6 separate regions of the Sus scrofa genome follow, and all the other regions are linked to region 5. The links are chromatin contacts, called in public Hi-C and HiChIP or PLAC-seq maps. All regions are on one chromosome and are shown on one strand. Each heading gives the region's core, a stretch centred on a gene start, on an enhancer-like site or on the middle of the called end of the contact. The rest is flanking DNA. Distances are from core to core; before and after follow the strand shown.

Region 1 (4,111 bases), core at 1,024-3,523, 620 kb after region 5:
GGGCAAGGGAAAAGGCCCTGTCCCTGCGCTGCCGTTCAGCTCTGGAGACATTCTGTTAGGGACTTTTATCCCTTCTCCAACGGTGAACACGGTGAAAGAAAGAAATGTAAAATGAATTTCCATTTTTTAAAAAAATAAAATTTGAAAATAATTTTATCTGGAACCACGGAGTCACCAGAATAGGGGCGTACATGAAAGAAGGGCGAGCTCCCCGGACCCCTGGCTTTCTGGGCCCCGCATCTGAGCCGGGTGTATCTCCGTTTTGTGCTGGATTCTTCCCTCTTCTCTGGCATCCTTCTTCCCTCTTCCCATGGGTAGCTTCCCTCTCGTCATTTTGAGAGCCTATTGGGGTTTGAGTTCTGCGTGGGGAGGCCTTTGGCAGCTGCCCTCCGTGGCTCCTCTTTTCCCCTCGCCTCTCCAGGCCCAAAAGCAGCAGGCTGGCTTCCCAGAAGCTGAGAGGCTGCGGCCCTGAGAGATTTTGCTCCCGTCTCTTTCTCACGTGGATGCTCCGCACGGACGGTTAAGCGGATGTGGTGTGGGCAGGAAGAGCTGGAGAGACTGCTGCAGGGTTCCTGCAGCCTTTCCCCCTTTCCTTCAGAGACCAGGAACTGGGGGAGAAGAGGCTTTCAAGCTGGATGAAAAACTGCCTGATGGATGCTGGGGAGGGATGCGCCGCTGGGTGCTGGTCCGGGCCCTGCTCCTCCCGCACAGAGTGGCTGCTGCCGTGTACCAGCAACCTAAGGGAAGGCGCTGTACCTAAATAATGGCTTTGTCAGACCTCTCCTTTTGTTCCCAAGACAACTCAGGACTGCAGGCTGCCTTAGGGTCTTTTTTAATGCACAGATCACTAAAGTTACCTTCTAGTCGGGAAGACAAATTTTTCTGGATGAGCAAAGGCCAGGGAAGCTGCCCAGGACTCTGGCTTCTGTAGTTGAGTTCAAAAGGAAGCCTTGACTACTGATTGGCTCCACCAGCACGTTCCCTGGTCCCTGAGGTTGTGCATCATGTTGTGAGTGACCTGCGTGACCCTCGGTGGTCTCGTCTTCTCTCTCAGACCCCCCTACCCCCACCACGGGCGGCTCATCTTCCAACCAGCCATCCAGAGGGATTCACCCTGTGGCTTCTCCATCCCAAGCCCCGCCCCTTGGCCACCCCACCAGTGATGATCCGTCTCCTCCCTGATGTTATCATCTGCAGGAAATCAAAACACCATGTGTGTGAACATAAAATCCTGTCATTTATTTATGCTACAGACTTCAGGAAGGAAAAAAAGAAAATCACAGCTCTCTTTTCATTAAAAAAAAAAAAAAAATTGGCACAACGTTCAAGCATTGGTGGTCTTAAATCTGCCTGTTATTAACAGCCAGGAAATGCCTGACCCAAAGGTCCTCACTGCTATTATAAACTGTGAAAATTATAAAAATGGAAATAAAAAAATAAAGTAATTACCTCTTCATGTGTTAAAAAGTTAAGGCAAATGGCCTGTTGCCATGGAGATGACTTCCTGTTTACCCTGCTGGTCTTCCCTCACAGTTAAAGACCAGTTAGCAGCCAATGGGAAAACAGCATTTAACCTCCCATATTCCATTAACATTTGTCATAGTAACTCAATGCAGTCTGTAATTTACCAGTCAGTAAAATTTGGTAAGTTGTATTTTCAGATGTGATTAGTGGTTTTTAACTTTTATTCATTGCGTGAATTTATAACCACTACTTTTATATTCTGAGAGAGGGGAAAATCTCAGTTCCCCCTTTTAAAAAACCTGATACTGTCTTTCTTCTGCAGCACAGGGACTCTCACGATAAGAGACCTTCACCTCTCCTCATTGCTTTTAAGGACGGCTGTTTCCTTATCGACAGTAATATTCCTGATATTCACACTAACCAAAGCAAGAACCAAAGCTGCCATTGCTGTTAACTATACATCAGTCCTTTGGGTTTTTCACTTGCGAGATCCCAGGATTCTAAAATAAACTACTTGGAGCATGATAACAAATAAAATTGTTTGGAAACCAAGGAGTTCTTTGCCGAAATGTAAAAATAAAACTGAATACAAATATATCAAATGACTCTTAGGAGATAGAACTACAGATTTGAGTAACAGAATCTTAGAAAGATGTCTTGACTTGTTGAAAGATCCTGGACCCATGGAAATATAAAGTGTGGAGATAAAACGGAAAGGAACTGTAAACTTTCTCTTGAACACTGGGCTGATAGGAAGGCAGCTTGAAGCAGTTTGCCAGAAGCTTCAAAGCTTTATATAGTTGGCCCCAAACCACAGCTCCTTCTTAATGGCGCTGCCGAGACCTCTGACAAAACCCAAAGCTTCTGTTTTACCCCCTCTGCTTTTCCATCAATCCCCTCCGTGCCACAGTCCTGCTGGTCCCACCCAGCCCTCTCCTGACCTCTCCCTCCTGCCCCTCCTCTGCCACCCACCTGTCCTTTGCAGCTGCCCCAAGGTAACACCCGTGGCTTCTAGACCCACCCTGCAGATACAAAACATTGGCCACAGAATGAACCAAAGACAGCTAGAGGCAGGACCAGCAGTGTACTGAAATTTGTCTCAAAGGATTCCAGCAATTCTTTTGCATGATTAAAATAGTCTTCATTAGCACAAGATATGGATTTGATAAAAACTGAAATTGTGAGTGGGGTTTAAGGACGACTACCTTGTGTCTGCCCTGGGCACTTGCATGTTATGGGGGTCCTGTAGTTCTTCCTGTGTCCTGCGTCCGTTTAGTTCTTCCTCCTGCAATAATCACTCCTTGAAGGCAGCAATCCTGTTTGATTGAACCTTGTAACTCACAATTTCTACCACAAGGTCTTAGGCAGAGTGGAGTTGTTATTGATGAAAGGAAAACTTAGGATCTAAACAAGATAGAGAAGCAGATTTGACATGCTAACCTTCACTGCATCTTATTCTCTTTGTACTAAGCTTCCTTAGTACTTTGTCGAAATGCGTGTAGTATGCGTTTTTGTGGGTTGAACTGGATTTGGAAGGTGGGTGCAGAAGGAAGTGTGCTCTCACTTCAGTAGGTCTGAAAAATTGTCTGAAAAACCCCAAACCGAAAGCAAAATGAGCTTTGCTTTTGTTTTGAAAAGGGATGAAGTTCAGGCAAAAAGGAAAGCAATGCTGCTGAATGGGTCACACTTGCATTAGCTGTGCGGTGGGGCTGACCTTTGTCAGATCCTTTGGAACTTGTACTTTCAAATGAAGGGTGTCCCCTTTAGAGGTTTTAGGGGACTGTGCACGTTTGAGATATGGATGTCTTTTTAAAAGTCACCCCTTGACACCGCGGCTGAAAGAGGCATAGAGTTCTGTTGTATGATTTCTAGAATGTAACCCAATGCATTGTTAAATGCTAATCCTGCCTTTCTTAATTTGAAATAAATATTTACGTTGTTTTCAACATCGCCTGTTACGGAAGAAAAGAACTCCTTCTCTTTGGTTGGCCTTGGAGGAATCTTGGTTTCTTCACTTTGGGAGGCTGGAGGTGAGAGGTCAAGGGAAGAAGTGCCCTGTGGGAGGGGCTGATGATGTCTTTGATGTCAAAAGTGGAGGCTCTGCCGTGGTCAGGGGCTGAGATGAGAAGAGGCACCATCAGATGGTATAAGGAGGTGGGGGACTTATTCTGGAAACGGAACCTTAGTTACTGATACCGTCAGCTCCTGCCATGTTGAGAGCCTAGGGAACGCTCACACTGATGCCCCTGGAGTTAGAATTAGGAGCTGCCACTTTGTTCATTGCTTCACATGATTCTTTCCGTCTCTATCTGAGTTGATTCTTTGCCTTGGCCGAGCCTTTTGGGAGGCCTCTTCAATAATCTATAACAGCTTATATTATTCGTCTGTCTTCAGCAAGTCACACAAAGAGTACTGAAAAGTAATGAACTTCTGCCTCCTGAGAGAGGAAGAAGCTGGAAGATTTCCATTGTGTTCTGCGAAAAAGGAGGTGACGCACAACGTACTTATCTGCCTGACACATGCCGAGCAGTGACAGGTGATGTTAACAGAAAGGTCAGATGTGTTCTGAAGAAACAGATCCCACAAGCAACAGTGAAAGCTCATTTGCTCAGTCTCGAAATGCTAAATGGTCAAACACTGCAAAAAA
Region 2 (4,135 bases), core at 389-2,888, 730 kb after region 5:
GAGAAAGATGCATACAGAACCACGGACTGAGCACCAGGCGCTGGGGGACCTGTGAGGATGGAGAGGGCAACTAGGCACTCTGCTTACAGCTGCTTATTGTAGAGTGGTGACAGCTGTCACACAGGGAAAGCTTTAAGCATGGCACTTTGAGAAATTCCCACTCCATAATATCTTTTTTCAACACCTCTGTCCTGAGTGCCTGAAATTCCACAAAGAAGCACTGCTGTATACCAACTCCACTCATTAAATAAAATTATAAATATATGTATATAGATGGATAGATAATACTAAATAAAAGAGTGAATTATTTTAAAAGGGCAGAAGTATAGAAGTCAGTGTCAGATATCTGTTCTAAACCTAAGTCTCTTAATAATTCTGCGCCACCAGGCAAGTTTACTTAATCTACAGCTTGTTTCCTCACCTGTAAATTGAGGCTACTGATTCTCATTTCATGGGGTTTTTGTGAGAATTAAACACACACACATACTCCATCTGATACTGAATCCAGTTAAATGCTAAAGCATCCAGTTAAATGTTTCACTAACATCAGTTTCCTCCTACTCTTTCCTACCTAATTAACCCCATCTTCTTGGCAGGCAATGCAAAAGCACTTTGCTATAACCAAACCTGACCCCCCGGAGCTGGCCCTTTGTGTAGTGACCACCATGTCCTTTTGTTCATTCCACTCCCCTGACCTTTGACCCAGTCTACTCACTACAGTTCACAGCGTGGTGAGCCAATCTCACAGTGAAAAGAGACATTTCCTACCTTTGGGAAAAAAAAAAAAAGAATGGGCAGAGAACCAGCAGACTTGTGGTGCCTTCCATTTCCCATCAGTAAATTTCCCAAAATACTTTCCAGTAAGCAGTCTCTAGGGGCTCATAATGTGATTAATAATATTAAGTGTCTTAGTCACTTTTAGCTTTTCAGATGAAATAGTGTCTTTAGAAGGTCCCGTCGGTGAATTATGAATGCGAGGCTGTGAGATCTGTCTTCCTTTTCACAGGTAGGCTAGACGCTCAAAGGGGTGACAGGCATCAGCTGGTTATTCAACGAGAAAACGTTCTGCTTGAATCCAGCAAAGAACGAGCCATGCTGCTGTGGGTAAAATCGAGCAACATCTCCAGAATCTGCAGACCTCAATCAGAAGGGCCAAAGCAAGCGGCCACCACAGAGTGGCTCTTCCTGGGGATGCTTTAAAGCACGAGTCTCAGCTTCATGTTTGAAATTCCGCTGCTGTAAAGCTGAATTTCACGAGTGCAAGCTGGAAAGCTGAATTTCACGAGTGCAAGCTGGAGTATGATTTTCTCTCTGCAAAACCTGTTTCAACACCACTCACCCCATGTGGGGTGGTCACTTACTAGCGAAGTGACTCCTAAATTGTCTGGTCCTAACAACTGCGCCTCTGGCCTCTACTCCACCCACTGCGGCCAGGGCCACACGCCCCTTTTCAGGCTTCCACTATCCTTCACTCCGAGTCGAATGAATCAGAACAGGCAGAGCCAGGGTTCCGGCTGCCCCCTTTATCTGCCTCCACATTTCTTCCTCTGCCTATTCCTGCCACTGCAGAGGTCTGCACCCGCTTCCTGGAATCTTGGAGGGGACAACTTCTCCCTTTAGCACAGCTTCTGAGCCCAGTTGTTTGGGGGAACTGACTTCCTCCTCTCTTCTCACTTCCTTTGCTCAGCTGCTTGCCCTCCCCCCACCGTGAGGGGTCTCTCCTCCAGGCTCTGGGCTTTCGATGCTCCTCTGCTTCCTGCTGTCACAGGGTTTCCTGGAGCCTGGGGTGTACGCAGAAAGGAGGCCCTGCTGGGCTCCCTCCTGACCGCACCTCATAGGGATCACCCCCTCTGTACAGTGCATCGTATTTACATCCCAGGGTATGGAGGTGGCCCCGGGTTTGATGTACCATTTCCCTCATTCCCCAAAGCTGAGCAAAGCGGTAAATCCTTCATCCTCTGAGTACTCTAGCCTCTACCCATTTCCTGCTTTGACTTGAGGTGGTCTTTCTACTTCAATCCCTAAGTGGATAGATTAGTTCAAATTAAGGATGAGCTAATAGCTAGAAAAATGTTGCATGAGGCAGATTCTGCCAGTTGAAATCTCTTCTCAGTACCCTAAATATTTATTACAAAAATCATTTGAAAAGGATTGGTAGCTCTACTTGAATTAGGGTAAGTTCTTTAATCCTTTTTGATTCTGACAGAGATATTTAAGTAGACACTCATCAATTTAAAATGTGTATGATATATATGAAAAAAAAAACTCCTTAGTAGTCACTAGAAAATGATCATAGAGATAAGTCCACTTTAAATCTGGAAAAGTAACACTGACTAGTGAAGACCCATAATAAAATACTATATTCTCACATGCTCCTAACACCAGGAAATCCAGTCCCATTACTTCCTGACACCCTGCCTCCTGTCCGTCTCCCTACCAGATACCATGATACAGCCCCAAAGTCCCAGATGTTACTTCTAGAATCTGAAAGCAGTTCCTAGCTTTCCAGACTTCCCACAGGAGCAGGGACTCAGATGCATCCCTCAAGGTCACCTTCAGTGCTACTGGAACACAACCACGATTCCACCAAGCAGTCCAAAGACATCCTCGGTTGGCCGTGCAGCGGCCATGAAGCTGAAGCATATTGCAGTTGGCCAGGACCAAAGCTGAGGGCCTGAAACTGGGCCTTCACTCCAGTTCCTACCCAACCCATGGCAGTTCCTCTATCTTGGCTCCAAAGCAACACTCCTCCTTCAACAGCCAGCTCAGGGTAGGAACCAGCTCCAAAGTTTCTCTCTTTTTACCCTCCTGGGGAGTTTATTTGGGAGGACAGTGCTGCATCTGAGCCAGTCTTTGCAGGTGAGGTCAGGTGCGCTGTACTCTGACCTAAGCAGACTGGTGCTTACAGGTATCTGCTAAGAGTTCCATGAATATAAGTAAGCTCCCAGTCCACCATGAAGGTAATGTCAACTTGTCCAGGCACAGCCTTCTCATTACCCCTTCTTTTTTTTTTTCTGTCTTTTTGCTATTTCTTGGGCCGCTCCCGCGGCATATGGAGTTTCCCAGGCTAGGGGTCTAATCGGAGCTGTAGCTGCCAGCCTACGCCAGAGCCACAGCAACGCAGGATCCGAGCCATGTCTGCAACCTACACCACAGCTCACGGCAACGCCGGATCGTTAACCCACTGAGCAAGGGCAGGGACCGAACCCGCAACCTCATGGTTCCTAGTCGGATTCGTTAACCACTGCGCCACGACGGGAACTCCTCATTACCCCTTCTTGACGCTAGACATTCCAGCTGGAATGGACCAGATTGTGCCAGCCCTAAATTGAGCCACACGGCAACCACCTTGCATCTCTGTCTACTACACTTTCAGTCCCCAGGTTCCATGCTGTTTGGGTACACTGCCAGCTCAGTTTCCCTTTTCTCTAGGCTTGGATGAAAAATTATCTCACCTGGCTTGGGGTTACTTTTATTTCTGAAGATCTTCAACAACACAGGAATGAAAAATTCCTCTCCCTACCAGATACCATCAGAAGGTAAACTTGCATATGAAAACTGTATTACTATTGTGTATGGCTATTCCTAGCTTGAAGGGGATCCAGGTCAACAGATAAACTGTGACCGATGTCCTGGGATTAAACTGAAACAGATCTGGGTCATTTGCTAGGGTAGAATTAAAATCTAAACGAGGGACCGCATTTCATGATACAGAATGTCTGCTCATTTAGGGTTAGCTTGAATTGGTCTGTAGCCTAAGAACGCCTCTGGGAAGTACTGTCCTATTCAACCTCTCAAGCACATGAGTAGCACTGCCAACTGTAGCATCATTTTAAAATAGAAAAGGCACAATCCTTGACTCTAAGAATTTAACATGAAACACAAAAGAGAGTAAAAAAATTTTAAATAAAAATCACCTATAACATTAGGAATGAAAAAAAGAAAACTAAAGGAAGAGCCCAAACAAATATCAGTCATGCAGTGATTGAAAGGGCCAGGGTTTCATGTTGCTGACCAGTAGAAAATTTCTGAATAACCCCAGCCTTCTAGCCCAATGGTAACCATATTCTTGTCAATGGGAATATTTACTTCTGTTTGAGATATAAGTTTCTAAAGGGCATAGGATTGAATGATA
Region 3 (4,362 bases), core at 728-3,227, 830 kb after region 5:
TAAGAGTTCTTCTACAGAGAGAATATGGACAGAGGAGAGGAGGCAGAGTTCCAAGCCCATGATATCTAATAGCACCCTAAATCCTACAGACAGAAATTCCTACACCTGAACCATGTATGTTCCAAGAGGCTGACCTTTCCATTTTTTGGTTATAATGATATTTTAGGATACTGGACTGACAAAAAGCTATTTAAATTCAGTTTAATATGTGAGAGTAAAAATATCCTTAACTATCAATATTTACTGTAAAACAAAGCTGTTTCTTTTGAATACAGGCTTGAAATGTCCTAGGGCCTGGCCCAAAGGAGTAGTCAGTCAGTAAATGCTGAATGAACAAAATCACAAAGATTAGGGGCAAATTACAGCTCACCACTTACCCAGTATGTCACTTAAGCTAGTAACATTCTCTCCACACCTTATTTTTCTCATTGGGTAAAAAGGCGATAATATTAATTTATCAGAGTAGATGTAGTAAATGAAATAGTCCATGTCAATATTAGATACTTTAAACCCTTAAGAAATTGTATAATATTAGCATTTAATAAGAATTAACATTTCATAAGGAAAAACTGCTGGGGCCCTGTGCTAAGCAGTCTCTCCCTGAACCCTCACAACAACCCTGAGAAAGTTATTAGCAGTATTCCCAATTTAGAATTTTAACATCAGCTTAGAGAAGGGGCTTAAACCATAATGCACCAATTTGGTGGTTTAGAGCCAATAATCCGTGGCCCCAGAGCCTACCTTTCTTAGCTCATTATATTGTTATTTTTTTAACACAAAAATTCTTATTGACAGGTTACTGTCAGTTACCTACAAATTCATCTTTAGAACTCTCACTTCTACATATATATTTTTATTTTAACCACAACGGCATGACAATATACCTAGGGACTCAGTGATACAGAAGAGATAAGCAGCTACTAGTGGAGATGGGAAGTCCGCTCTAAGTTTCAGAAGGTACTTGGAAGAGGATGCGGGAGGTTTATCTTGTAAAGAAATACAGCACAAGCCCACACGTCAGTTAGTGCTTGGCTAACAACAAAATTAGTATTGTTTCCTTTGAACCATCAACAGGTGGTAGCCCTTTCGCGCTGTAAATTGTTAGTGCTTGGCCAACAACAAAAACTAGTATTGTTTCCTTTGAACCATAAGCAGGTGGTAGCCCTGTCGCTCTGTAAATTGTTAGATGTTTTCACCTGTCAATGGAAAAGCTCAGTGATGCTTAGCCTTGGCCTTCGTTCCTCCGAAGGCCCCCCTTCGTCCTGCCTTATCTTGCATTTTCCTCTTTTGCCCGTTTCTTCTTCTGCGCCCCCAGGGGGGTGTCTCCTCTCTCCCTCCCTGCTCAGAACCCCCGAACACCTGCGGAAGCAGGGCGCCTCCACCGTTTACCTTCCGGATCCAGAGTCATCGAGGAAAGAACCGTTTTAAATAAATAGGGAGCAATACCCAGAAAACCTCTTCGCTTTTCCAGGGGCTCCTCGGCCTACCCTTTCTTACCCGCCCCATGCCGGCACGACAGCGGGTCCCGAGGGCCTGGGGTCCCCTCGGCGGTGGGGACAAGGGACAAGCTAGAGGGTGTCGGACAGACGCCGCCCCCAGTCCCTCCGACCCGCGAACGACGCGGGACCTTCGGCCCTGCCGGCTGCGGTTACCTTGTCGTTGTCCAGCCGCGTGTCCAGGATCTTACGCAGCTTCCGCGACAGCGGGTTGTTGGTCTGCGCCGAGGTCCCACTGGCCCCATTACTGAAGCCGTTGGCAGCCCCGGTCACGGGCACTGCGACTACTTCCCCGCTACCCTCAGCCATAGCGCCGCGCGTCCCGCCCCCTCCTCGGCGCCGGCCACCTCAGCCCCGGTGCGCGACGCGCCAGCAGCCGCGCATCGCGCATGCGCCTACCTACCGCGCATGCGCCCTGGGAAGGTTCTGCCCTGACCACTCCTGTTGAGCGGAGCTGCTGGGGGCGGTAGAAATTGGTGGAAGGAAGAGAAGGGGCGGGGCAGGACTCTCGGAGCAAGAGGGGACGAGACTAACGCGCGACTTTGCAAAATAGATTAAACTTCAGGGCAAATTTATAGAGTTTGGAGATTCCAGTTTACGGGATTAAAAGGGCATGTGGAATCCTGAATCTTTGAAAGTTCGTGCTAGGCAGAAGTGAAACACACGGAGCCCTGTGTCTCACAAATACGTTCGGTAAAAGTTATTTCCAGTTAAGATCACTTTAGAATACTATGCAACTGTTATCTGCTGTGAAGGAGATTTAAATGAGGCTGTGGAAAGAATTCCAAAATCTAGTATGTGAAAAAAGCAAGGTGCGTTATAGTGTATATAATGTGAAACACTTGTGTGATTGTGTGAAAAAGAGAAATGTGTAAATTTAGGCTTTTTTTTTTTTTTTTCCAGGATGGCATTCCTGTGGAAAGGAGGTTTCCATTTTTCATTTGGTACCTTTCCAAGCGGCCTGAAATTTTCTAATCTTCGTGTGTTGCTGAATATGTGAACAGGTTAATAAGGTAGGCCCGCAACCTTAAATTATTCCCCACCTTTCCGTGTTTATTTGCACTTCTCTGAATTTGCATTTGTAAACAAAATAATCTGAAACTTGGAATGATATGTAGGAGTGCGAAGACAGGGACATTATGGTAAAATTTAAATATATTTAAAGCAATTTTTATGTTTTTTAATGTTAATTTATTTTATAATGCTAACTATAAATTATAAGTTAAAGCCGTAAAAATCAGGATTTTCAACAGTTCAAATCAATATTTTCCAACAGTTAAAAATAATTATTCAGGTAAGCCTCATCAGAGACCTAAGTTTTAAATATGTGTATATTTTTATATGGGTGTGTATATATATAATATTTATATATAACAATTCGTATTGAAGATAAAGGTTTTCTTTTAGTGAAAATGTGAATGCTAGTTATGTGTGTTGAGCTCCTTAATATACTAAAACACTTAGGCTATGAACACCTTGTCCTTAGAGGATGGGGAGTGTCAGCTCTGCCCCTTTTACTTTATTTGTGACTATATTGTTAGTATTATCTTCAATTTGTGGGTTCTCTGAAGGAATCTTTTTAGGCCATTTGCCATTTTGTGAGGCTGTTTATTTAAAGTTAGATGACATAATCTATAAATCCTCCCTACCTCCCCCCCCCCCCCCCCCCCCCCCCCCCGGTGTACAAACTCAAGCATTGAAAACAAGCAAAAAAAGATGACTCCCTCCCAATCCCAGCGTCATGGTACACCCAATCTCCCCCTCAGGATGCCACCCATACTGTATGTGTGATCTGTGACCTAGAAATATGAATAGTGAGAGAACCAGAGTCAACCAGTAGAGTGCATTTCCATAATGCATCACATTACAAATGAAAGTGCCACCCGGTTGCGTTCTCTGACATCCATCCTGAGATTTATGGCCCACTTTGGAGCAAACTAGTATAGAGCATCAGATCCACAGGTCTGTCTCTGGCTTTCAGGTGCTCTTTATTTTCATCCCAGCCTGATAAATGCATCCTTGGAGTTCCCGTCGTGGCGCAGTGGTTAACGAATCCGACCAGGAACCATGAGGTTTCGGGTTCGGTCCCTGGCCTTGCTCAGTGGGTTGACGATCTGGCCTTGCTGTGAGCTGTGGTGTAGGTTGGAGACGCGGCTCGGATCCCGCGTTGCAGTGGCTCTGGCGTAGGCCGGTGGCTACAGCTCCGATTCAACCCCTAGCCTGGGAACCTCCACATGCCGCGGGAGCAGCCCAAGAAATAGCAAAAAGACAAAAAAAAAAAAAAAAAAGAAATGCATCCTTATATTTTATTCTCAGTGTCTCCCTGTACTTAGCTTATGCTGCACTGCAAGAATTTTAATTCCCTGTTTCTAAACATGCCCAGTGTTTTCATCACCATCATGCACATGGCCTCCCTTCTGCCCCAAAAAGTCTCTGCATTTTATGTCTGTATCCCCACCTACCAGCTGTCTGCTTCATGAAACCTGCTTCCATTTGGGTATCATTCTTTTCACCTCCTCTGGACAAAGGTTCGTAGAACTTAAAGGTTCTCTTTGGCGCTTGAATTAGAAATAATTATATGCGTATATTATCTTTTTTATGTGCAGGCTGTAAACGCCTTAAGGAGAGGTTCTGGGTTGCATTAATTTTTCTATTCCTGACAATTATTTTGCAAAATTTTGGCACATAGTAGGCCCTTCATTCAGAAGCAAAGCGATACTGTAAAGCAATATGGGCTGGGAATCAGAGAGACCTAAGGCATGGACTAAGGATTCTCATTTTTGTGAAAATTTTGGAAAGGAAGAACCTTCTATTGGTCAGAATTGTCCAACAAGGAAATGGTCATACATTTATTCTCAGGGGTGAA
Region 4 (4,067 bases), core at 494-2,993, 800 kb after region 5:
GTATATATAAGCAACACATATGCTGTAAATGTTATGATATTGCAATCCCTAATGTTAAAATATCCCTAAATATCACCCAATTCATATCTAAGAAAAACATTTTAGGGCATAATTATTGATAGCAAGGACAACAATAATAATAGCCAAAACCTATTCATTGCTATAAACTCACATAGGCTGTAGTATTAATTAGTATTTAATACATTCAAATTACAGTTCTTTCTTCCCCTCTTATTCCGTTCTAGGTTCAACTAGAAAATGCCATGCTTAAAACTTATCTTTTGTAAGCCATTATATTTTCTTATTTTCTTACAACTTTCATTTTAACTTTATAGGGAAAAAACTGTATAAGAACCTACTAGGTTTTTCTGAGTGAAAATAAAATAAAATAAATGGATAGCTATTTCGGATAAATAAATTAAGATTTTTCCTTCCCAGCATGAACAAAAATAAACTTTAAGTACATTAAATATTTGATATCAAAGTGAAATGACAGGAGTTCTCCTGTGGTACAACAGCTTAAAGATCTGGCATTGTCACTGCAGTAGCTTGGGTTGCTACGGTGGTGCAGATTTGATCCTTGGCCATGGGAACCTCCACATGCCACTAGCCTCCACTAAAAAAAAAAGTGAATCTACACAAAGACCTCAGAACGCATATTTAAATGAATTTATTAAATAATCTAACATTTTCCCACTGACAGATGCTAACTTTAGCATATCTTAAATTCTGAACATATTTTCTTATTGTTGAAAAGTTTTTGAAGTATGGCATGCTCTCAAAGGAGAAATAATAAAGAAAAAAAGTTAGATATTACTACATAAACATGAAAGGCGGTACGTAAGAAAATACTACAGGCAAAATTAAAAGGTAAAAGATGACGCGGAGAAGGGATTTGTAATACACTCATAATGCATTAAAAAAAAAAAGTCAGAAAATAAGATATAACCTAGTAGGAAAATGGCAAAGGACATGAAAAAATAATTCTCAAACAGCCAATAAACATATTTTTAAAGGCTCATTTTTGCTAGAAGCACCACAATCTATATTGGAAAAAAACCAATCATGGTGCTTTGTGCTAATCATATTGGCAAAGACATTTTAAAATGCTTATTATTCAACTCGGAGAAATTTGGCCATTCTAATAGGAGCTAGTATGGTAGATCTGAGAACAGAGGTGAAAGGAAACTAACCATGAGGGGCTGTGCGTGGACGTGCAGGACTCCCAGACACCACAGAGGCGTCGTAGATGTTGGAGACCGCGCCTTAGTGGCTCTAGACCTCATTTCCCTTAGCAGTGAACAACAATCACAGCATAAAAGAGAAATTAAAAACTCAAATTAATCCGGGGTGGTTTTGCATAGTGAGTGTAATAGCAAGATGATGACAGACCACGGGTGAGAAGCAAATGAAGTGAACCAGTCATTCATGTAACTGGTATTTACTGAGTCCCCTGTGAGCTGGCATTCAGGAAATGAAAGCATTTTGAAGTGCACAGGGTGGGGGTACTAAATACCGTCACAATGCTGTGCAAGCAGGATCCACCACAATTCTTTTCATCTTGAACACCGCAGCTCTGCAGCCACACAATAGAAACGCCCCATCCCTCCACTTCCCAGTCCTGACGACCACCCTTTTTCCTGTCTTCCTCTGCCATTTGGACTCTTCTAAGTACCTTGTGAGGTGGAGTCATACAGTATTCGTCATTTTGCGATTGGCTTATTTTGTAATAGCCTCAAGGTTCATTCATACTGTAGCGTATGTCAGAATTTCCTTCCTCTTTAAGGCTGAGTAACTTTCCACCTTACATATATACCACATTTTGTTTATCCATTAATCCTTCGAGGGACAATGGGCTGCTTCCACATTTCAGCCATTGTGAATAACGCTGCTTCAAACAAAGCTGTACAAATATGTCCTTGAGGTCCTGCTTTCAGTTCTTTCAGATATACACCCAGAAGGAGAATAGCTCGGTCATAATTTTACCCTTAAAATTTTGAGGAATCATCATACTTCTCCACAGCAACTGTAATATTGTACAATCCCAGCAACAGTGCACAAGGGTTCCAATTTCTCCACGTTCTTCCCAACATTTGCCATTTTCTGCTGTTTTCATACTAGCCAACCTAATGGGCGTCTTATTACAATTGTGATTTGCACCTTCCTAATGAGAAGTGATGTTGATCATCTTTTCACGTGCTTATCCGCCGTTTCTGCATCTTCTTTGAAGAAATAACCTATTCGAGCTTTGTCCATTTTTTTAATCAAGCCAGAAGTTTTTGTTAAGTTTAAAAGTTCTCTATGTATTCTTGACATTAATCTCTTATTAGATATGTGACTTGCAAATATTTTCTCCCATTCTGCATGTTGCCTTTTTACTCCACTGATGGCATCTTTTAATCACAAAATCTTTTAATTTTGATCAAATCCAATTTGTCTACTTTTTCTTTCCTTTTTTTTTTTTTTTTTTTTTTTTGTCTTTTTGCCATTTCTTGGGCCGCTCCTGCGGCATATGGAGGTTCCCAGGCTAGGGGTCTAATCAGAGCTGGAGCTACCAGCCTACACCAGAGCCACAGCCATGCGGGATCTGAGCCGCGTCTGCAACCCACACCACAGCTCACGGCAACACCGAATCCTTAACCCACTGAGCAAGGCCAGGGATCGAGCCCGCAACCTCATGGTTCCTAGTCGGATTCGTTAACCACTGCGCCATGACAGGAACTCCTACTTTTTCATTTATCATTTGTGCTTTTGGTGTCATATCCAAGAAATTACTAGATCCAACATTGCGAAGCTTCTGTCCTAGGTTTTAAGAGTTTGATAACTTACATTTACATTCAGGCCTCTGATCCATTTTGAGCTGGTTTTTACATGAAGTGTTAGATAATGATCCAACTTCATCCTTTGCATATGGATATCCAGTTTTCCTAGCACCATTTGTTGAGGAAGACTGTCCTTTCCCTTCTGAATGGTCTTGAAACTCTTGTGAAAAATCATCTGACCATACATGCAAGGGTTTATTCCTGGGCTGTCTATTCTACCCCATTGCTCTCTAGTCTGTCTTTATTCCAGTGCCAACTGTTTACCATGCGGTGTAGTAAGTATGAAATCAGGAATTTCAGTCCTCCAAGCTTTCTTCTTTGCCATGATTGTTTTAGCTATTTAGGTGAACTCAGGGATGCAAAAACTGACCAGGTACTCTGGATTGGATTGCTACTGACTGTTCCACACTATACTAAGAACCTTTGTCTAATACAACAAAGTGAGTAGATAGAGCAGCCTAATTTTTAAAAAAAATTTAAAAAGTCAGAATGGTGACTGTGATACATCCTTGAAAAACCTGCATCCTTAATAATCAAACAAAACTAAAGAAGGATTTGATTACTGTAAACCCATTCTTAAACGTCCTGTCAAGTTACTGCTGAACAACCTACTGTTCATTTTCACAAACATTAGCTCTCGGAATTCCCCGTCGTGGCACAGCAGAAATGAATCCGACTAGGAACCGTGAGGTTGTGGGTTTGATCCCTGGCCTCGCTCAGTGGGTTAAGGATCTGGCATTGCTGTAAGCTGTGGTGTAGGTCACAGACGTGGCTTGGATCCTGCGTTGCTGTGGCTCCGATTTGATCCCTAGCCTGGGAATCTCCATATGCCGCAGGTGGGGCCCCAAAAAGCCATCAAAAAAATATATTCGCTCTCATAGGACTCTTTCAGGCCTTTGTTGTTATTTAGTTTTTGATTTCTTGTTTGTTTTCATAATTAATATATAACTCAAAAGATCATAAATTTCTTAAGGACAAAGCCAGACCTGAGTGTAAAAATATAAGTAAGCTGTTTAGAAAAAGACATTTTGTAAAAGTTCTAAATATAGGAAGTCTGCTTTAATCACAAATTCTTGGTTTTGGAAAAAAAAGGTAGTGAAACTAGGGCTTGAGATTTTATCTCCAATTATGACTCAACGTTATATTGTTCCAGGAACAGACTATAAACCTAGATCCAGTAAGCCATCTCAAAATGAATTTTGTTTTGTCTAGGAAAAACTCAAAAGGATGCCATACAGAATGGGA
Region 5 (4,315 bases), core at 1,794-4,293:
ATCTATGTATTGATTGAGAAGATTATTGGTGGGAAAGCAAGAAACTGAAGCTCTAGCTCTGACAGCACCGCTGTTATGTGTGTGAACTTCAGCAAATCAGTCAGCTTTTCTGAACCTCAATTTCCTTATCTATACAAGAACCACTAGGGTGATCTCCAAGTTGCCTTTCAACTTTAACATTCTGTAGGTCTAGCTGAAAAGAAAATTCAGCTTGATACCCTTATGGAGGGCAATTTGGCAGTGTCTCAAAATTATAAATGCAGGCTGACCCAGCGATCTCTTTTCTGGAAATTCCTCCTATAGATATACTTGCATATATGCAAAATGAGTTAAAGAAGGTTATTCATTACAGAATAGTTTGTGATTGCTAGAGTAGAAATGAGCCAAGTATCCACCTGCACCCTGGTTCAGTTAAGCTGATACATACAATGGTATGTATGGTAGGCAGCTTATAAGAACCTTTAAATACGTACTTTTAATTTTTCCGAACCATGTGTCAGGGACATTAGTGTTGTAGGTACTCTGGACCTGCTTCAAGTCAAATTTTTAAAAATCAGACCAAAGAAAAGCAAACTTAAAAAAAGATTTGGCAGGCCAGCTCAGAAGATTTCAATGATCTGGAGAAAGTCTGTAAGAAGAGTCCCTTAACCAGATACTCTCCTCTAACTGAGGCCCTGTAAAACCGGAATTGAAATGAAGGCAAGGCCAAATTTGCAGCTGGCTTCCTTAGCCAAGAATGATCCACTAGGGCACCGCCTATGTGCAGGGTGCGGCCGTCTGAATGGGGGCTGCCTTTGCAGAGCGTAGTCGGAAAGGTTGAGGGTAGCAACAGTTCTACGTTACAGCCTTCCTTCAGCTCATCGTGTGGGTTACTGAGGTCCCCTAGCGGCTGGCAGAAGCAGCCCGAACCGTTCAAATTTGATAGTCAACGCAGAGACCACAAGACAGGAGGGTGGGAACCAACTTGAACCTCAATCCATTAGACTCAGGACCCTCACCCCACCCGGCCGCAGTATCAGTAGGAAGCGGCTGTGATAATGGATTATGAAGAAATAGGAGTCCGGACGAGTCAGAATGCAAGGGAAGAAATAAATCTTTCAAACTTTTGTAAACGAGGCCTAATTTTCTTTACAAATTTCTTTACCAACTGAAGAATTACCTGTCAGAAAAAGGGATTTGGGAACTGTCATTTTGGGCAAGATATTTAAAACCCTACCGTCAATCTTCCATCCTAAGTGAGCCCATCCCTTTGAAAGGAAATGCCTTCCATAATTCCTCCTAAAAAAAAACAAAACACAACAAAACTTGACAACTGTTTCTTCTGCTCCATGACACACAAGGCCACTGTCTTCCTACCTTCGGGCCCACTTATCTCGACCGGACGTCCTGGACCTGGAGCCCAGATGGGGAAAGGTGGGGTGGGAGCGAGGGTTGATTGACCAGCAGGGTAAGCGGCCTAAAGGAATACCTGGGAGGGGGCAGGGCTTCGCCCCAAAGCTTTGGTCCTATGCCCTCCTACGTTTTCACTTCAGCTCTTCAATTCTAAATAGCAAAGAAATGACAAGCAAACAGTTAAACTTAACTAAGTTATAAAGTGACAAGGCGCTCACTGAATACTTTCCTCTGATCCCTTCCCTGTCGCCCCTGGACTGACTTAGTGGACAGAGTCCGGGTTCCCGCCCAGGGGTAGAGGTTCCCACGGAGGGCACGAGGGCTAGGACGCCTGTGGGTCTGAGGGTGCGTGGGAAGTAGGACTATCTGCAGCCCGCGCCGAGCCCCCTTCTCTCGCTTCCACTCTTTCAGGTCAAGAATGGAGGGAACCCGGCTGGCGGGTGCTGGGCCGGACAACGGGCCCCCGGCTACACTCGACCTCAGAGGCTCAGCCCTCGGGCGCAGACAGGTGGGTTCCGGTCGCGGAGGCGGCGGCCAGGGCGTCCTCCGCGCGGACACGACAGTCAGAGCCCGGGCCCCTGGAGGCGTGCGCGGCTCGCGCGGGGCCCGAGGACTCGATACATCGCAGGAAAAGGAAAAAAACACAAAACAAAAACAAAACCCACCGACTTCCCCGCGTTTCTCAGCAAAGGAGTCGAGGGCGGAGTCGAGAGGGGGCGACTGAGCAGAATTCCGCGAGGCCGCCTCCGCCCGCCCACTCAGCGCCCCCGAAGCGCCCAGCGTCTCCGGCCCCCGCCCCGCCCGGCTTTGGGCCCGGAGCGGAGGTCGAGGGCAAGCGAGCGACTCGTTCCACTCGGGCTTCCCGAGTACTCGGTTCTGCTCCCCGGTAGTAAACAAAGTGTCGCCGCCGCCTCCACGCTGGTTTGCCTCACAGCAATCAAAACACTGAGAGCGGAGAGACTCACAGAAACATTCGAAAATTACCAGAAAATAATAACAGAGAGCCAAAAAAAAAAAAAAAAGAGTGAGGGAGACTGTGCGTGTGTGAGAAAGAAAAAAACACCCCACTACCCCCACCAACCCACTGCCACCTCCCGCTGGAAAACCAGCCCCCGCCCAGGCCGGCGTCCACTGGCTGCCTGGGCGGTGCCGCCGCGAGCTCATTGGCTGCTGGGGCTATCAGTCAGGGGCGGGCAAGCGCGCGCGCCGCCGCGGGCGGGGGGCGGCGGCAGATCCCGTAAGTCGGGCGGCAGCGTAGTCGCAGCAGCAGCCGCCGCTGCCGCCGCCGCCGCCGCCACATTCAACAGGCAGCAGCGCCGCGGTCGCGCCGCCGGGGAGAGTGAGCGGCCCGCGGCGCCCGTCCTTCCTTCGGTTTTCGGGCCGTGTCAGTAGGAGCGCGACGCTGGCGCTGCCTGGGCTGGGCGACTCTGGCCTGCCGTCCCGTCCGTGCAGCGGACCTGGAGGAGCCTAGATGTTGATGGACCCGCGAAGTTAAGTTCTGGGCTCGCGCTTCCACTTCGCCGCCGCGTCTTGCTCCGGGTTTCCGTCCGCCCGCGGCACCGACCTCGCCCCCCAAAATCTCGGACCGGCTCTTCGCGCCCTCTCCCCTCAGCTCCTGGTGCAGCGCCCTCGCACTTCTTGGCAATCCCGCTGCTGGGGGAGGGGCGGGGGTCACCATGGCCGAAGCGCCCCAGGTGGTGGAGATCGACCCGGACTTCGAGCCGCTGCCCCGGCCGCGCTCGTGCACCTGGCCGCTGCCCAGGCCGGAGTTTAGCCAGTCTAACTCGGCCACCTCCAGCCCGGCGCCGTCGGGTGGCCCAGCCGCGAACCCCGACGCTGCCGCGGGCCTGCCCTCGGCCTCGGCGGCCGCTGTCAACGCCGACTTCATGAGCAACCTGAGCCTGCTGGAGGAGAGCGGGGACTTCCAGCAGGCGCCCGGCTCCGTGGCGGCGGCGGCGGCGGCGGCAGCCGCGGTGGCGGCGGCGGCCGCCGCTGCTGCCACCGGGGGGTTGTGCGGGGACTTCCAGGGCCCAGAGGCGGGCTGCCTGCACCCGGCGCCGCCGCAGCAGCCCCCGCCGCCCGGGCCGCTGTCGCAGCACCCGCCTGTGCCCCCCGCCGCCGCCGGGTCGCTTGCCGGGCAGCCGCGCAAGAGCAGCTCGTCCCGCCGCAACGCGTGGGGCAACCTGTCCTACGCCGACCTCATCACCAAGGCCATCGAGAGCTCGGCAGAGAAGCGGCTCACGCTATCGCAGATCTACGAGTGGATGGTCAAGAGCGTGCCCTACTTCAAGGATAAGGGCGACAGCAACAGCTCGGCAGGCTGGAAGGTGAGTGGCCTCGGGGCGCACGGCTGGAGCGGGAGGGGGGCACGGGAAGCCCTGCCTCCGCCTTAGGTCGGAGGGGACGGCTGTGCAAATTTGCTTGGCTTGAAAGTGCAGGGCACGCGGGCAGCGCGTGCAAGAAGCATCGGAGGTGGGTGGTGGGCTTGCCTCGGACCCGTCGGAGGATTGGAATAAACGTCTGTGTGTACGCTCTCGTGAGAGTTGGAGCGGGAGCGGGAAGGGGCGAGTTGGGACCGAAGTAGTGAAAAAAGTACGCCAAGAAGTGGACCTCAGAGCAACCAGAAAAAAAGTTCTCCAGTGAACGGAGAGCGGGGTTCACTGCGACCTGCCCCCCCTTCTCCACGGCCCGCGCGAACTCCTGCCGCTGCTCCTTTCCCTCCACGACCTCAGGGGTGAGGGCGGCTCCCCTCCTCCCCCGCGGCCCCCCAGCTCCCCGCCGCCCCGCGGAGCCGTTTCCGCAGCGCTGGGCGGGGGAGGCCGCTGCGAGGGGCCTCGGAGCCCCGCCGCTGGGGGACGGGGCTGCAGGTGGAGGGGACAGGCAGGGCGCGAGGCAGCCGGCCCGTGGAGGTTGGCCGCGCGGT
Region 6 (4,234 bases), core at 168-2,667, 630 kb after region 5:
TTCTCCATTTCCAAAATAAAGAAGAGCCAACTTTGAGTTCTTGTGAAGGTAATTTTCAAACTCCTATCTGACTGGAAACAATTCCTAACAGCCACCTACCCTCTGCTCTTCAGTACATTCTGGTTCACGGAGACAGCACGGTGCTTGGCCTGAGGTCTGGTGCATTTGCTGCAGAAAACCCTCACACTGCAAACAGTTGCTTCTCAAGATTGTAAAACCGGGACAATAGTCAGAAAAAGCTGTGTTTTGGTTTGATTTTTTTTAAAAGGAGGATGTCCCTGAAATAGAAGAGTATGGCTGTCACTTGATTTACAATTGATAGCTGTTTGTGACAGCAAACAGGATGTCAGGCTCTGTCCCTCTCAGAGGGCGTATAAATCACAGGCAGTGCTCTGGCCACCGAACAGCAGCTGAGAGAGACCTGTTCCCCGAGTAGTTGACGAGCAGGATGAGATGACCGTTATCCTTGAAGCTGAAGACAGGCAGGACAATGCTGAGCAAGGCTGGGAGGATTTGAATTCTTTATCCAATGACCAACACGAGGCTGGAGCTGATGCATCTCAGACACTTTGCAAACCTTCTCCCTTTCTGCCAACCCTTTCTTGTTTCTTATGCGTCCATTGGCTTGGCCCCGTGTGTGGTATATCTGGACCAAAGCATTTCCTGTACTTTAAGAGTTCAAATGATTTGGCTCCTCGTAAGATTATCATTCCTTGGTTTGTGACTCTCTTCTGTCTCATACTAGCTGGGCTGCCTGGAGCTCCATTCTCTGGTGTGGGGTGCTCTCGAGTCCAGTTTTATGAGCACCATTAGCCTAGGAGACAAGAAGACAGCCACAAAGAGAAAAAAAAAAAAAAGCCTTTTCTATACCAAGGACATCATCAGATAGTAATTTTTTTTTAAATGATCAAATGAGTAATTAGTCTTAGAAGTGTTCAGCTTCACCCCACAAGGGAATGGTCCCAGAATAGGGCAGGCCTTGTGAGCTTTATATTGCAGATCTTGTGTCTCTTAGAGGAAAAATGATTTAAAAAAAAAATGTTATATAAATTAAACCTTGGTAGTTATCTCGCCAGAGGTGATACATTTGAAATTTTAAGTCTTTTTTTTTTTTAATCTAATCACTATGCAACCGTCGTTTTGTGACCTTAGGCAAATCACTTAACCTCTCGGTGGCTCACATTTCCTCTTCTGCCACGCGTGCACATTGGTGTCAGCAAGCATGAAAATGGTCATGAAACACTTGCAAAATATTGAGGGAAGAGAGTGTCTTTCTTTTGTAAGAGGTGGCCACCGATCTGAAATTCGGCACATCGTGGGCCATGCAGTAAATGTTTACTGTATGTAATGAGGAATGCAGGAATGACCCAGCTGTGCTTTGCCAGCGTTCTCATGCGGGCAGCCTGCCAGCTCCCTAGAGGCAACGTTCTCTTCCTAGAACATTACCCAGTCACCCCAACTCAGTGGCCTCTGGACCAGTGTTCCCTCCCCACTCCTTCCCTTCGCTTTCCCTTCCTCTCTCTCTCATTCCCAGGTCCTTCTCAGGATGCTTCTGTCTGTTCAATCCGTTGTTGCCCAAACCACTCCCAACTACCACGCCTCTCTCCTTCCACTCCTCATGCAAAGGAGTCCTTCAGGGCATGTCCGTGAGGACAAGACAGTCCACATGGATGGTCCTTATGCAAAGAGCCCAGGGAACAAATATCAGCGTCAGGCAGTGGTGCCCCAGCTGACCTTCAGTAACAACCCCTCACCAACAACTGACTCAGTAAAGACCAAAGCACATTTTTCAAACACGCAACATTCGTGACCTCCAGTGACACTTCTGGAATAGGTGATCACATGGACAAGAGAAAAGAGAAAAGTTCTTTGGGCTCCAGGGGACCTGTAATTCGCTGCTTCATAAAACTTAATGAACATCCCAGGGGGCAAGTTAGCCTGTGGTGTTGTGTGGACACAACCTCAAAGTCCGTTTTAGGCTCTATAAGGCTTCTCCCAGTCTTAGTTTCCAGAGCAAAACAATGGGATTATTGTTATTTTAAAACAATTGAAACAATTCCTTTCTTTTTGTGGCTAATTGGTTAATTCTTCCTTGAATAGTCAAATATTCACAGAGTCTCCTGGTTACAGTTATAGCCTTCATGTCCCATTTGAGCTTAAATTCCAAACTTCCACACACTCGGAAGAAAGGACAAAAATAGTAGAACAGCATCGGCCAAACAGAGGCGGCTTTGTGGGCAATATAATGGGAGTAAATTTCTAAACAGACAGGAAAGCCGACCAACTACAGAGGCCTGACCATGTCACTCTTTGGCTCCGACACAAAGTCTGGGCTGAAATGTCTCCCAGGACGTAATAGGCTGGCAGCTGCAAGAGCTCCAGTGAGGCAACGAGAGGATGGAATCAGAGCTGCCGGGCTGGAAGGAAACACTGATCTGTGTGCTGAAACCGAGGGCTTGGGAAGTGACCAAAACGAAATGCTTTGCCTGTGAGCAAGAGCCCTTCCAGAGCCGGAAAGAAAGGTTTTGATGCTTGGTATTCAGGAAATAGGGACCTGGTTTGGTAGGTCACTTAACTGGCACCACCAAAAACCAGATTGCATTCTTTCTTTTAGTTCAAAAAGGGCACAAGCATTTCAGCACTGAGATATTTTTAAAATGCCTCTTTCTCACTAGTTCAGTCTTAAATTCCTTTGCGTGGTTTTTTTTTTTTTTTAAAGACTAATTTTCAGGAATCTACCCTCTTTCCCACTGATCTTAAATAAAAATGCTCTGGAAACCACAAAGAGAGTGTAGAAAAGGCACACCAAGGTCCGAATTGCCTCAGCTCTAAAGGGGCACCCGTCCTTACACACAGACAATGTTGTATGGCAATTATACCTCAGTAAAAATGGGAAAAGATGCTTGGTTTTAGAATATTAACAGAATGACTGGCGTTCCCACTGGGGTGCAGTGGATTAAAGGATCAGGCGTTACCACTGGGGCTCATATTCAGTCCTTGGCCTGGGAACTTCCATATGCCCAGGGTACGGCCATTAAAAAAGAAAAAGAAAATAAAAGAGTGATTCTAGTCTTATTAGAATGAGATGTGGAAAAAATACAAATAAGATTTAAAAAAAAAATGATTCACATGGAATCTCAAAAAAGGTTTAATAGCCTCTTAATTGAAAATAAACGAATAAAAGGACACACTTCCCGCCCGCATTCCATTTGGGAAAACGAGTCACGTGTCCTTTATCTAGCTGCCAGGGGGGCTGGGAAATGTCCTGAGTGGACAGTCACTGCTCAAGGACAGCTCTACAACATGGGAGCCAATGCATTAGTGTTTACGAGCATCTAGTCACTCTGTCACCTTCCCTCCTTCCCTCACGTCACGTCACCCAGACCCCTTCAGAGCTCATATCCTGATCTAAAGACAGGGAAAGTCAGGGTTCCCCTTGTGGCTCTGCAGTAACGAACCCCACTAGTATCCATGAGGATGCCGGTTCGAACCCTGGACCCTCTCAGTGGGTTAAGGATCTGGAGTTGCTGAGAGCTGTGGTGTAGGTCACAGACACGGCTCGGATCCGGTGTTGCTCTGACTGGCTACAGCTCCGATTTGGCCCCTAGCCTGGGAACTTCCATATGCCTTGGGTGTGGCCCTAGAAAATAGAAGAATAAAAATAAAGACAGGGAAAGTCTATGGGTATTGGGTCCCAGGGTTAAAATAACTCCAGCAAGATTCTGTCTTTCTCTTCCCATTTCTTGCTTTGCTTTCATCTTTGTTGGCTTTCTTTCAGGCAGGCTGTCATAACACACTGGCTACAATGGCCATGAGAAGCTTAGATTGCTTTATCTTTAGAACCAGCAATCTCAGAAGAAAATATAATAGTAATAGAGTCACCCCTTTCTCATGAAATCCACAGCAATCCCTGAAAAGACATCCGGCTGCCCTTACTTGAAATGTATGCTTGCCCCAGGAATAAGAGGTGCTCTGGTCAGCCCCTCCCAAGGGGACAAGGTGGGGCATGGGATGTATTGCTCACCAGGAACCTGGGAAGGAGCAGTGTCTGAAAGGAAAAGCAGTGGAACATTCAAGGAAGTACCAGTGGTAATGACGTTTAGCTCTAAGAATGGGATGTAAACAGACGTGGAACTTGTGAATGCGCTTATTATTATTCCTTCCTGTCATTGTTAGTTTTCTTTTAGTCTTGAACGACATAGGTCTCCTCCTATATTTCTGATGTTTTGCACAT

What was found. Hi-C and Micro-C count contacts between places; a contact is called where the count stands out from the background. HiChIP or PLAC-seq counts read pairs in DNA pulled down with a chosen protein or histone mark.
Region 1: a Hi-C map of mesenteric adipose tissue shows a contact between it and region 5, with 1.8 times the contacts expected there. The contact joins the enhancer-like site here to the promoter of FOXO1 in region 5. A contact is called at or near these places in 1 of 5 promoter capture datasets (liver), 14 of 47 Hi-C or Micro-C datasets (alveolar macrophages, embryonic fibroblasts, fetal heart ventricle and 7 more) and 2 of 2 datasets of contacts at active chromatin or transcription factors (alveolar macrophages and skeletal muscle).
Region 2: a contact with region 5 is called in an H3K27ac HiChIP or PLAC-seq map of alveolar macrophages. The contact joins the enhancer-like site here to the promoter of FOXO1 in region 5. A contact is called at or near these places in 2 of 5 promoter capture datasets (fetal skeletal muscle and liver), 6 of 47 Hi-C or Micro-C datasets (brain, embryonic fibroblasts, mesenchymal stem cells and 3 more) and 2 of 2 datasets of contacts at active chromatin or transcription factors (alveolar macrophages and skeletal muscle).
Region 3: a contact with region 5 is called in an H3K27ac HiChIP or PLAC-seq map of alveolar macrophages. The contact joins the promoter of LHFP here to the promoter of FOXO1 in region 5. A contact is called at or near these places in 3 of 5 promoter capture datasets (fetal liver, fetal skeletal muscle and liver) and 1 of 2 datasets of contacts at active chromatin or transcription factors (alveolar macrophages).
Region 4: a contact with region 5 is called in an H3K27ac HiChIP or PLAC-seq map of alveolar macrophages. The contact joins the enhancer-like site here to the promoter of FOXO1 in region 5. A contact is called at or near these places in 2 of 5 promoter capture datasets (fetal skeletal muscle and liver), 3 of 47 Hi-C or Micro-C datasets (adipose tissue, embryonic fibroblasts and omental adipose tissue) and 2 of 2 datasets of contacts at active chromatin or transcription factors (alveolar macrophages and skeletal muscle).
Region 6: a contact with region 5 is called in an H3K27ac HiChIP or PLAC-seq map of alveolar macrophages. The contact joins the enhancer-like site here to the promoter of FOXO1 in region 5. A contact is called at or near these places in 1 of 5 promoter capture datasets (liver), 1 of 47 Hi-C or Micro-C datasets (embryonic fibroblasts) and 1 of 2 datasets of contacts at active chromatin or transcription factors (alveolar macrophages).

Annotation. Positions count from the first base shown.
Region 1 is chr11:14,790,988-14,795,098 of Sscrofa11.1, reverse strand. The region is part of intron 4 of LOC102159588 (a long non-coding RNA gene); the gene reads left to right. Among named protein-coding and RNA genes, the nearest start is that of COG6, 220 kb to the right of the region's middle. Within about 2 kb of position 2,273, at least 11 of the 83 cell types and tissues checked have an H3K27ac peak or open chromatin away from gene starts, as enhancers often do. A contact at or near this core is called in mesenteric adipose tissue, where this site is marked.
Region 2 is chr11:14,678,339-14,682,473 of Sscrofa11.1, reverse strand. All of the region lies in intron 17 of COG6 (conserved oligomeric Golgi complex subunit 6), which reads right to left. Among named protein-coding and RNA genes, the nearest start is that of COG6, 100 kb to the right of the region's middle. Within about 2 kb of position 1,638, at least 12 of the 83 cell types and tissues checked have an H3K27ac peak or open chromatin away from gene starts, as enhancers often do. A contact at or near this core is called in alveolar macrophages and retroperitoneal adipose tissue, where this site is marked.
Region 3 is chr11:14,573,745-14,578,106 of Sscrofa11.1, reverse strand. LHFP (lipoma HMGIC fusion partner) reads left to right here and starts at 1,977. Exons shown (of 6, transcript XM_005668367.3): 1 at 1,977-2,308; 2 at 2,400-2,509. COG6 (conserved oligomeric Golgi complex subunit 6) reads right to left here and starts at 1,903. Exons shown (of 22, transcript XR_002336515.1): 1 at 1,653-1,903.
Region 4 is chr11:14,611,882-14,615,948 of Sscrofa11.1, reverse strand. The region is part of intron 12 of COG6 (conserved oligomeric Golgi complex subunit 6); the gene reads right to left. Among named protein-coding and RNA genes, the nearest start is that of COG6, 38 kb to the right of the region's middle. Within about 2 kb of position 1,743, at least 4 of the 83 cell types and tissues checked have an H3K27ac peak or open chromatin away from gene starts, as enhancers often do. A contact at or near this core is called in alveolar macrophages, where this site is marked.
Region 5 is chr11:15,408,787-15,413,101 of Sscrofa11.1, reverse strand. It overlaps FOXO1 (forkhead box protein O1), which reads left to right and starts at 3,043. Exons shown (of 3, transcript XM_021065269.1): 1 at 3,043-3,719. The coding sequence starts at 3,069. LOC102160118 (a long non-coding RNA gene) reads right to left here and starts at 2,469. Exons shown (of 5, transcript XR_001299536.2): 1 at 2,058-2,469; 2 at 1,217-1,278.
Region 6 is chr11:14,772,439-14,776,672 of Sscrofa11.1, reverse strand. All of the region lies in intron 5 of LOC102159588 (a long non-coding RNA gene), which reads left to right. Among named protein-coding and RNA genes, the nearest start is that of COG6, 200 kb to the right of the region's middle. Within about 2 kb of position 1,417, at least 25 of the 83 cell types and tissues checked have an H3K27ac peak or open chromatin away from gene starts, as enhancers often do. A contact at or near this core is called in alveolar macrophages and embryonic fibroblasts, where this site is marked.